3 separate regions of the Rattus norvegicus genome follow, and all the other regions are linked to region 1. A link is a contact called in public Hi-C data. All regions are on one chromosome and are shown on one strand. The core of a region is the stretch at or near the end of the contact, and the rest is flanking DNA. Distances in the headings are between cores, read along the strand shown.

Evidence for each region. Hi-C and Micro-C count contacts between places; a contact is called where the count stands out from the background.
Region 2: a contact with region 1 is called in a Hi-C map of liver, with 4 times the contacts expected there. The contact joins two enhancer-like sites. A contact is called at or near these places in 2 of 12 Hi-C or Micro-C datasets (liver and prefrontal cortex).
Region 3: a Hi-C map of liver shows a contact between it and region 1, with 5 times the contacts expected there. The contact joins two enhancer-like sites. A contact is called at or near these places in 2 of 12 Hi-C or Micro-C datasets (liver and mammary epithelial cells).

Annotation. Positions count from the first base shown.
Region 1 is chr6:124,096,335-124,100,125 of GRCr8, forward strand. LOC102550434 (a long non-coding RNA gene) reads left to right here. Exons shown (of 10, transcript XR_010052802.1): 3 at 2,694-2,835; 4 at 3,115-3,180; 5 at 3,516-3,664. Among named protein-coding and RNA genes, the nearest start is that of Cpg1, 56 kb to the left of the region's middle. Within about 2 kb of position 2,312, at least 24 of the 93 cell types and tissues checked have an H3K27ac peak or open chromatin away from gene starts, as enhancers often do. A contact at or near this core is called in liver, where this site is marked.
Region 2 is chr6:124,355,825-124,359,559 of GRCr8, forward strand. All of the region lies in intron 3 of Foxn3 (forkhead box N3), which reads right to left. It overlaps LOC102550790 (a long non-coding RNA gene), which reads left to right. Exons shown (of 2, transcript XR_593158.4): 2 at 1-3,735. Among named protein-coding and RNA genes, the nearest start is that of Foxn3, 210 kb to the right of the region's middle. Within about 2 kb of position 2,362, at least 6 of the 93 cell types and tissues checked have an H3K27ac peak or open chromatin away from gene starts, as enhancers often do. A contact at or near this core is called in liver, where this site is marked.
Region 3 is chr6:124,378,512-124,382,386 of GRCr8, forward strand. All of the region lies in intron 3 of Foxn3 (forkhead box N3), which reads right to left. Among named protein-coding and RNA genes, the nearest start is that of Foxn3, 190 kb to the right of the region's middle. Within about 2 kb of position 2,175, at least 16 of the 93 cell types and tissues checked have an H3K27ac peak or open chromatin away from gene starts, as enhancers often do. A contact at or near this core is called in liver, where this site is marked.

The DNA of each region.
Region 1 (3,791 bases), core at 1,062-3,561:
AATTCTGGGCATGTATTTCTGGTTGTCTTGGAAATGCAAGCCTGAGATCCCTAGGAAAGAAAGCTATGATCCCGGGGCACCCCTCCGCCCCTCTGCTGTGGTCCGTCTGGCCTTCTTGATCCTCTCCCTTGCTGGGTAAGACCAGATCTAAGACTCTAGATCTTTCCCTGGGGTTGGCAAAGAGAGAAAGCAATCTTTTTTTTTTTTTTTGGAGCTGGGGACCGAACCCAGGGCCTTGTGCTTGCTAGGCAAGCGCTCTACCACTGAGCTAAATCCCCAACCCCAGCAATCTTTAATTTCTGAAAGTTTCTTTCACTCATCTATTCCTCCATCCATTCATCCCACCACCCCCCAACACCCAACTCATTAATTTGTTGAGTATCTACTCTGTGCTAGGAAGTCCTTTAGGTGGTCCCTAGGACGCGGTGACAAATAACGTTCAGGACTTCTCTCGAGCCTTCCAGGCTAGCAGAGAATAACTGATGTGCAAATCGTTTTACAGATACTTAGTTCAGATGGTGAAAGGCGCCTTAAGGACAGCCTGAGGTGCTATGTGAGTTCCCTAAAGATGTGGCAACCACACAGAGAGAGGACATCAACCAAATAGAACGGGGAAGGAGATACATCACTTCTGCTCTCTTCCACAGGAGGCTGTGTAACAGTCTGCGGGGTCAGAGGGAGTTGAGCACTGTACCCTGGAGCCACCTCTTCCACGTCTTGTGTTTATGATGTGCAGGCAGTGACCTTGTTCTCCAGTGAGCTCTTCTGGACTGAGTAACTCACAAGGGTGTCTGTAAACTACTTAGGAGCTTTTGGACGGTCCCGCCCTTTCTCCACATGCTCAAAGCACTTGCTAGCTCTCTGCGCCTGCAGTCACATTCGGTTAATCCCTCCGTGGTGTCATAACTCTGTATCTTAGGAGAGGAGAAACTCAGACATATTCTCACCGCCATTCTGTTTTTCTCCCACGTCAGCCTTCCGGTTGGTCAGTCATGGGGTTTTGCAGAGTAAGGAGGGGAATGGTGAGAATAAGTTCTCTAGACCCAAGAAAACTTAGGAATCAATTTAATCCCACTTATAATGAAAATAATGAATACTATGGCATATCTTCTGTACAAAACACACACGCCCCTACTTCCTTGCATGTTCACCATGTATGCCAGGACTCATATGTTCTATGCTCACAGCAGACATTATTAATCAATCACGATACTTTTTATCAAACTGAACCTTCAGGAACACTCTCAATTCAACATTTTAGGCTTCATACTTCACTAAGGTTGGTGCAGGATATGAAATGCATTTGCCAGCCCGCGCTTGACTTCAATCAAGTGAGTCAACCTGGGAAGAGTGTCCAAGTAACTTACTCAGGTTGCGGATCCAAGCTTTCTGGAGGCAAATTTCCTCTTTACCCTGAGAAGATGGTTTTCAGTTTTTCCTAGTGTCCTCATGGTTCCTGGTACCCTCCTCAGGTCTCAGTGCCCCTACCTCAGATTCTGACCAGATTGTGTATTTTCTTGGACTCTCTCCTATCTTCCTTTGGTGACAGAAGACGTACAAGATGATCAGGTTCCAAGAAACTCGCTGTTCAATTCAGAGTTTCTCCTTCTGTTAGGGAATCATCACCCCAAAGGGTCTGAGAGACACGGATGGCACAACTTAACGACTGTAGCAAAACAACTGGACTTTGACTCGATAGTGTCTGTTTCCGGCCACACTGTCCGCCACTAGCAAAGATTCCCTTGTCTCCCATGAGCTTGGCGCGTTTCGAGTACTTGATTTAGATTACAAGCGGAAGGCTCAAGAAGAGCACAACTGGGTGAGGGTGGGGTGGAGGACAAGACTTAAGTATGGTTTCTGGTCCCCGCCCTAGACCTCAAGACACGGGGCTGCCCCAATCTCTTGGAGGCGGCAAGCTCTTGGTACTCAATTTGCAATGCTTTGATTCGCATGTACACTAGGGGGCGCAAGTAGGCTTGTTTTCCACCACGGCTCTAAGAAATCCAATGCAACTCTAGGGGATGGGGTATAGGAGGGCAGTCAGGAGCCACACTGTCTCTGAAAAGTGCTGAGGGTAAACAGACGTCTGAGGATGGGGTCTAAAAAGGAGGGTAACACGCTCATGAATTGCTCGAAGCTGTTTTCTGTATTTGTTTTCCCCGATCAGCCTTGGAACTTTGAGCTAGGGCTAAAAGGGCAAGTTATGTAAGGGCCTGGGCTGCTGCCATATTAGGCTGCCAGGCTCTCAGCCTCAGGGTGAGTCAACACCTGGGAGCTGGTGGCCTAGAGCGGCGCTTTCAAGTTGGCTGAGACTGAACCACTACAGTAAAGCCAGTGTTTGACCCATTCCTGAGCCAGGCAGGCGGGCAGGAGACTCAGGTCTATGGAAAGAAAGGCCCTACATACCTTTGCTCTGGAAAGACGGGTCGTGCTTTGGGCCCCAAATTGCAAGAACTCTTTTACCAAACAGACCTGTGCGCCACTGACCTACTTTTTCCGTAGAGTAGACAGAAGCCAGCCCAGGAGTACACAGCCTTCTTTTCCACCCGATTCCTCCAATGCCTCCAACAGTGGCCTTGCTGTCCCAGGCCAGGGAACTACGGGTGTGGACCGTACTTTCCTGGCCCACCGAAGGGAAATGAGCGGAGGAAATCCGCACAAGGGTTTTTACTGCCAAATATTTCTTTCCCTAGGAAGACAGTACATTCAAACCACTGAGTGGAGACTGGAGTTAGGCCAGCCATAAACTATCCTAATGAAGACTAATCGGGAACTACAATTACTGTTGACTTCAGAATGCAAACATGAACTTTAGACAGCGATCCCTATCAGCCGGTGAGGCCGGGCACAGATGCCGATCACTGTTTTCTGCCGTTGCTTAGCAATGGAAAATGAACTGTTCCTGCCTCTTATCACGGGGGGTGGAGGTAGGACAATGAGCTTTATTGGACTGAATAGATATAAAATTAGTTTATTTTTTTCTCACTTGGAGAAGGCAATTGGTAATAAAGAGAATGTCTTGGAAGAGGGCACCCACAGAAGTTGGGGGAGGAGGGTCGCCTCCCTTTTCTCTACCTCCACGGATCCTAACCAGCCTTGGGTTTTCCTCCACAGATAAAAGTTTGAATTTTGCCCGGGAGGGACCCTCCAGAATTATCATTAAAGAAAATATACGCAAAGGTAAACCACAGACCAGCGTGAAAATGAGATGAAGAATGAAGTCTTAGTAACAAGGAGGTTAAGGGTGCCCCAAAACCCACTGACCAGGATAAATAACTGAATGTAATGTTGAATATAGACATCTTAGGGTCTCTGTGCTTGGCACTGTATTAGATCATATGTTAGATGATATGTGTTGATTTGTGGGTAAAAGAAATATTGTAGAAAATCAAAATTGGTACCCTCCCCCCAATTCACAGTGAAGAAGATACACAAGTGTAAAGCCATTTCTCCCCTTTAGTCTCAAGCTCCTGTGTGGTATGTGATTTTTCTCCTGTCTCTCTCACACATTATAGAACAGAAGGGTCCCATGCTGCCCTCTCCACAACAGAGTGTGGTGATATCCACTGGAAGGTCTTGTTGTCTCACAGAGGAACTTCCTCCTTCTGTAGGGAGGGTCTCCTTCTACAGTCCTTGTGCTGACCTCACCTGAACCTATAGCGAGGTAAGTGGCTTTGGTGCGAGAAACCCACGGATGCTTCCTGGGAAGGACCTTAGCCTCCACTAACATACATGGTCGGCTAGAAATTGCCAGATACACTGTTCCCGAAACAACAGGCTGAGCACAGGGC
Region 2 (3,735 bases), core at 1,112-3,611, 260 kb after region 1:
TATGAGTGTATGTGTATGTGTATGAGTATGTGTGTATATGTATATATGAGTGTGTGTATGTGTATGAGTGTGTATGTGTGTGTGTGTTTGCATGCGCATGTCTGTGCATGTACAAAGCTGTTTGCACTATGTGGAAAGGGCAGGAAGGGACAAGGATGCCAGCCAGCTGTCCTGCTCTATCACTCTGCCTTACCCTACAACAAAGTGTCATGGCTGACATCAGTCAGCAGCTCCAGAGATCCTCCTTCCTCCACTCTCCCAGAGCCAGGCTTAGCGGTGGGCACAGGCACCAGCCTGTCTCTTTACGTGTGTGCTGGGGACTTGACCTCAGGTCCTACGCTCTTACCTGCTGGGCCATCTCCCTAGCATTAGAGCACTAGATTGTCAACTTAATTTTTTCAAACTATATGACACTATGCCCTAACAGGTCATGAAACCAACGTAATAGGTCAGAACTAGGATTGTTTTAAAGGACTGGATAAAATCAAACAGAAAAGAGCAGAAAATACCGGTAGTAACATGCAATGAGATGTTTGTGTGTGCACATACATGCAAGCAACGTGTATTTATGTTCTGGTTAAAAGGTAGGATATGTCTAGCTGGGGGTCGGTCAACAGTGTTCGGCAAACATCAGTCTAAGGCAATATCGGCCGGGAACTTTGGTCCTTCTCATCCCTTTCCACGGTAAAGGTCTTTCCTGACAGTAAAGACAGACATACTCAATGTGGTGTTCAGGAGCTGTACTTGGGCAATGTGGCCATCAGGAGCCTGGTTTAAAATGAGAGGGAAGAGGGTGTGTACTCTCCGTGACCTTGAGCAACTTTTTGATGGTTCTCACATGCCATTTCTGGGGACACTTCCAACATTACCCAACCTTGATAATGACCAATCAATCAGCACTCACTTGTCTGTTCCTTCACGAGTTCCCTTCTTATCTAATTCATTGCCAGTCACCGAGGAGGAGACATTAATGAATAAAAGCCACACAAGAAGGGGGCTGCCTGCCTTCATGAAGCTTAGGTTCCACAGAGGTGTAAAGGTAAGCTTCCCACTAGCTGGGAAGCAAAAGGACAAGGACGCGCTGCTGTGTGAGGGACACACACACTGGCGGTGGTGACACGGCTTGCCCAGAAGTCTGGGTCAGACTCAGTAATCAGATCTAAAGACAACAGGCACTGAGTTGTGTAAGGGCAGAGGGAAGAGGAGGGAGAGGAGGAACAGGAGGAAGGGAAGGAGAAAGGGAGAAAGCTTTAGAAGAAGAAAGACAAGAGAAAAATCCAACATGCTGTTGAATTCCTAACCTTTGACCCCACCTACTAAAGGTATTGGTATTTGTAAGAATTTACTGGGGATGCTCAGTCTATGAATTCTTGAAGCTCTGGGTTCAATCCCCAATACTAAATAAAACCAGGCGTGGAGGTTAGGACCTGTGATCCCAACACCGGGAGGTGAAGGCAGGGCACCAAGAGATCAAGGTCCTCTTCAGATATAGGTTTGAGACCAGCCTAAGCTACAAAGGATCCTGTCTCACAAAGAAAGAAAGGCGGGGTGGGAATGAAGGGGGAAAATATCTACTGAACACAAACTTGGCCTCCCATCTTCCCTCTGTTGTACCCTCACTGACCCTGTAGCCAGCTCTGAAGTGGTCCAGCTCCTAACATTTCTATTGTCAACTGGTTTAGCTACAGCCAGGTTTGGTACACTTTTTCTTAAAGGGCCAGACAGAATCTTTCCATCTCTCAAGTCCATGGTCTCTGTTGTTGACAACACAGCTCCACCCTGGCAACCACGACAACACAAAAGCAAGCAGAAATGTAACCAGCGAGTGTGGCTGGGCTTCAAGGAGGCTTCATGTGCAAAGCCACTGCACCGCTGGCTCCCTCTGACCTAGAGCCTCACACTTGTGCTCAGGTTCAACTCAAAACCTCTATGGTTCCAGCAAGAGAAGGGCCCAGGTAAGGGGACTTTCTGATAAGAGATTTGGGCTGATCCTTCTGGACTCAGGGAGAGGGCGCCAATGGAGATCTAAGTCAGATGCTCCCAGACAGGGAGCCTGTAGGGAGCACCTGTAGGGAGGAGAGAGAGGGGAGATGAACAGACACACTAAAAGTCGTGTTCATCAGTAATGAAGCAATGAATCATTAGCGGGGCTGTGCCTCACTATGCCGTGTACTTGTGTAGTGCAATTTACAACACTTCTTGACCAAACTAAGGCACCACAGGGCCTACCATCCTCCATTTTGCGTTTGTATTACGTGCAGGGCCAACACTGACTGATTTTTCTGAGCCATAAAGCGCATTACTCAATAGTGTTTCAAAGGGCAGCCCTTAAGCTTGGTTGGCATGGAAACTTGAGTCCTAAAGACTGGAGTCCAAGTTTTACTTCAACTTCTCAGCTGTGTGACCCTGGGCAAGATAGTTAACTGCTCTGAGCTCCAATTTTCTGGTCTATAAATGGAACTGCTGTAACAACATCTGCTTCTTGGGCCTGTGGTGAGGATGAAACAAGACAACACTGGGCTCGGCACTTAGCAACAGCACAACAACTATCTGCTCTTGTTACCAGGAAGGGAAGGTCATGAAGTAAATGGCCATCTTGTTAACGCAGTTCTCCAAACACAGCTACAGCACAGGGGCAGGTACTGGTTAACTGTGAGATAATATAAAGGGCTTAAAACTCACACATCTGTGTGTGTGTGTGTGTGTGTGTGTGTGTGTGTGTGTGTGTGTGTGTGTGTGTGTCTGTCTTTGTATATGCCTGCCTCTGTCTCTCTGTCTCTGTATGTCTGTCTCTGTCTGTGTGTCTGTCTGAGCTAGGGAGCTGGCTAAATGGTTGATTATGAGGGCAGGGTTTGGATTCCCTGAATCCACAAATGAGCATGAGAGTTGGTCAATAACTCCAGCCTCAGAAGGCGGAGACAAAGGCTCCCCAGGCAAGCTGGCTAGGAGCAGAAGCCATAGTGGTGAGTGCTGCGACCTTGCCTCAACTAATAGAGTGTAAAAGCAACCATGAATGAGTCCAGACATCAGTGTCAGCACCACCCATGCACATATACCCCACACACATGTGGTCATACATATGCAAACATGCATCTGCACATACATAACATACATCCACATATACACGAGGAATAAAATGTAATCACACATAGAAGCTTGCTTGAGGTTACTTCTCACCGGTCTAGAGAAGGCATTTGCTCAGATGCAGACGGTAGAGGAAGGGATGGATGAGAGTGGAGCAGAAGCTTTACAGAACCATCCAGTCACAGCCAGTCACAGCCAGGACAGTCAGTGAGAGGCTGAGCTCTGTCCCCATGCACCTCCCGGGGTGTGTGTGTGTGTGTGTGTGTGACGTGTGCGAGTTTTGGGCTTCCTATCAGAGGTCTCTGCTCTGAAGAGCAGCCCCACAGCCCCTCCTGGACAGGGTGGGGAGCAGCCTGGCTCAGAGGAGAAAGTAAAGAGCAGAGGTTCGGGAAGGGCTGCACAACTGGGAATGGGTGGAGGTGGGAGGCTCTGGGCCCCTGTGCTCTATGTCAGGAGATGCTCTCACATAGCAGTTGGAAACCATTAAGTTCACTCACCTGCCATCAGGTAACACTAAGCTTTCTGGAGGGGCCTCAGCTGGAATTTCTATCATGTTGCCACATAACACATGGACAAACTTTGCCCGGGTTCAGGAGGCTAAAAGTCTGGACTGGTCCAGGTTCCTTTCACCCCGGTGACTGGCTAACCCCT
Region 3 (3,875 bases), core at 925-3,424, 280 kb after region 1:
AACTCAACAAAAGTGCCTTCAGATGCTCAGTAAACTGAGGTCATGCAAACATTGTATCAACAAGAACAAAATAGTCAATACATTCAAAACTCCAGAGGACTCCGGCCAGGCCCTCCACTCCGTACCAAGAGTCCATCTGACTCCGGCTTTCACCGTTAAGCATGCTGAATCTCGTGACTTTATGTTCCCACCCGAAAGACCTCTGTGGATGACGATCCACAAACCAGAGCTGCCCTGACTCCACACAAGGCACCTTTATGGCATTTACCTCCTTAAAGATGCTAGACAGTGAGTGTGTCCTGGAGTGCTAACCAAGTCTCCAGTATCCAGGAGGCAAAGGCCACCCTCCAGGCCCAGTGAGCCAACCCCCAGGACAGCAGAGGCAGGCCAGAGGAGACAGGTGACCTGCAAGCTGGGCACTCGGCACTAGCGATCTACAGAGGTCAAAGCCAGGGAGTAGTAAGTACATCCGGTCCCAAAACTTCGGTGGACTTCGGCAGGGTGTTGTCAGTGTTTTAAACAGGACAATTCCTTTTCAAATCTGGAAACCAAACAAAAGTCCAAGCCACGCCCCCTACTATCATCCCGATAGGGAAAAAGTCTTCTAAAAATGCTTTCATTTGGGGGGAAGAAAGGAAGAGGAGGAAGAGGAGGAAGGAGTGATGAAGAAAGCTCGCTCGCACCCTGGTGGAGTCACTGACCTTAATGAAAGGGCAGTTTGGGAGTGCCTGGCCTATCAACAAGGGTCCCAGGCAGAGCTCCATGCCCAGGCCACCTCGGACCTCCCTACTGGGCATCAGTGCCTGTGGACCGTGAGAGAAACACCCAAGCCTCTGTCCTCCACCCCCACCCCCACCCCAGGCTGGCCTCTTCCTTTTCAGTGCAAACATATTCATGTTCCTAATGACCTCCCTTGGATAGATGGGTGAGGCAGAAGCCACACAAGGTCCTAAGCTCAGGAAACCGACCACAGTTCAGACCCAAATCTACCAACAGCCCGGCTGCATAGCTACAAACACAGCCTCAGTCTCATCTCCTATGAAGCACACAGTCAGCCCCACCTGGGCGGACTCAAGTTCAAGGGCCTCTCCCCGGGCTGGAGGAGGGGGGTTCTCTGAGCTGCCAGGTTTGCACAGGAAGGCACCTGTACTCTTGCTCCTTCTTTCACTACTGCATCTGCTTCCTAGGGCCCCAGTCACAAAGCACGGCCAAGGCTGGGTATTAAGGCCACTTCGAAGTGTATTTTCTGATAGTTCTAGAATCTTGCCCCAACCTTACATGGCATTCTTCCTGTGTGTGGGGGTGGAGGGGAGGGGGGATGACTCTCCCCTATATATAAATAGGGACCATCCCAATCCACTTTAAGCACGATTATATCTTCAAAGACCTACTTCCAAAGAAGGTCACACTCACAAAAAGCAGAGCAGTCGCTGAAGAACTCAACTTACCTTTTAAGTCCCACTTGGGAAAACAATACAAAACACCCTGGGAAATCCAACAGTGAGACCAAGTGTGAGCTCCTGTCTGAGTGCGGGATTTGCCATCCTGCATGGCTGTCTCCAAAATGTTGAAGACAAACAGACCAATGATCTGCTATGGCCGGGTAATTTGTGGAGCTTCCCCAACAAGCCTCACCCTCTCCCACAGGACTAAGAAATAGCACAACTAAACATTGCACACGGGAAGGAGGAAGTCAGGCAGGATTGTCTTCATAAAATTCAGGGTAGGGTACAACAATGCCAAGCAACCAGAGCTTCCAGGGACTAAGCCACTACCTAAAGACTAAACATGGACTGACCCTGGACTCTAACCTCATAGGTAGCAATGAATATCCTAATAAGAGCACCAGTGGAAGGGGAAGCCCTGGGTCCTGCTAAGACTGAACCCCCAGTGAACTAGATTGTTGGGGGGAGGGCGGCAATGGGGGGGAGGATGGGGAGGGGAACACCCATAAAGAAGGGGAGGGGGGAGGGGGATGTTTGCCCGGAAACCGGGAAAGGGAATAACACTGGAAATGTATACAAGAAATACTCAAGTTAATAATAATAAAAAAAAAATTCAGGGTAGGTAACACAGTAGCTTTTTGGCAACCAATCACAGCTGTAGAGACCGCAGCTTGTCCCCAGGGCCAGAGAGGACAGAGTGACAGCTACCAACAACCAAAAGTCAAAAGAGACAGATCAGAGGTCGGACCTGTGTAGACCAGGGACAAGCAGAGGCCCAGCTTCACCTAGTGTTCTCTTAGACCTGTGAGAAGAGAGGTATCATTAGGAAATGTAGAGACAGAGAAAGCAGAGCAGGCAGAAAGAACAAAAACCAGAGCCCTTGGTCCATGTGCCAGACTACAACATCTGGCCAGATGTGTGTGCTCTGTGAGGCCTGCATGGTGACAGCTGGTCTTAGAACCTCAGTAGGTCCAGAGGACACTTGACGTCACTGTCCTTATCTAAGCCCGGGGTCCCTTAAGACTTCATGTTCGGAAGAGCTGGCTCCCACCAGCTGACTGGATGACAGAGGAGATGAGAAAGGCCCCAAGGACACACAGGGTCTTGATGAATCGCATCAAGTGACTCCCTAGCTGCGTCGTCCCCTAGGATGTCTTTGCAGGAAAGGCCTTGGAAGGCCACGCACAACCCAGTCACTTTGCTCCTGTGGGGAGGGGTCTTCAGCAGACTTAACCCAGCAAAGAAAGGACTTGGCCCCAGCTCTGGCCTCAATTGTTTCAGAAATCAAACACTGATTCCCAGGTTCCAGTGACGACTGCCTGCAGTTGGCCAACATTGGCCGACGTTGACGGGAGTCCAGGACTCACCCCATGTGTCTCTCCGAGGCATACACAGGGAAGGTGATAGCTCTCTTTGTGGGTCTGGAAGCCTGGGATAGGTGTACCAGCTCTGCTGACCAGTCACTAAGTAAACACTGAGGAAGCATGAAATGCATGGAGCTGTCTGTGGTGGGAGAGGAACAGAGATCGCCCAAGATCACAGAGCCTCTCCAACTAAGTCAGCTCTAGAACCCCAGTCTCTAATATCCAGGAAGTACACTGTGAGCCACCTCTGCCTTCCCCATTATCAGTCTCTAATACCCCACTCTCTAATACCCAGGCCAGTACACTGTGAGCCACCTCTGCCTTCCCCATTATCAGTCTGCATAAAAACCAAGGAGCTGCAGTCACTCCTTCACCCTCTTTCAGACGACCCAAGGAGCAAGGGTCTATGCAACCTCATAAAGCCACTGCTTTGCAAGTTCACCTCCCCTACTAGGCTGGAATTTCCTTTCCTTGTCTGACACAAGCCTATGCTAATGAGTTAAATGAATGAGTTCTAAGAAGTTTCACGGACCACTCAGGAATGACGCCAGTACTCTCTTACTTGTGAATCATATTTCTGGGAGGAACCTTATCAAATTCATCTCTACAGATGGAGGAAATCCTTAAAAATAACCCACAAACTAAAACTAATGAACACAGACTTCAAAACAGATACTTAGGTAAAGTTAAAAAACAAACAAGCAAACAAACAACAACAATAAAAGCCACACCTCCACGGGTCACCGTTGCCATCCCTTCTACGGAAGGTTAGAATTCTCTACCCAATACTAGAAGGAAGAAGCAGGTCCCACGTCACAGGAAGGATCTGGGTGCATTTCACCAGGAGCACAGTGCCAATTCACAGGCAAAGACTAATGTTCCAGAACATTCTGGGTAATCAATGAAACAAAGAAGCACACAGGCTGGGGTGTCTCAGAGGTCAGAGCAGACAAGATAAACCACTTACAACAACAGAGTACACGTGACAATTCCATGGAAAGACACACGAAGGAGAACGAAGCGTATGCATATAGCACAAGGTCCTCTCCTTCCTAGTTAGTCAGGG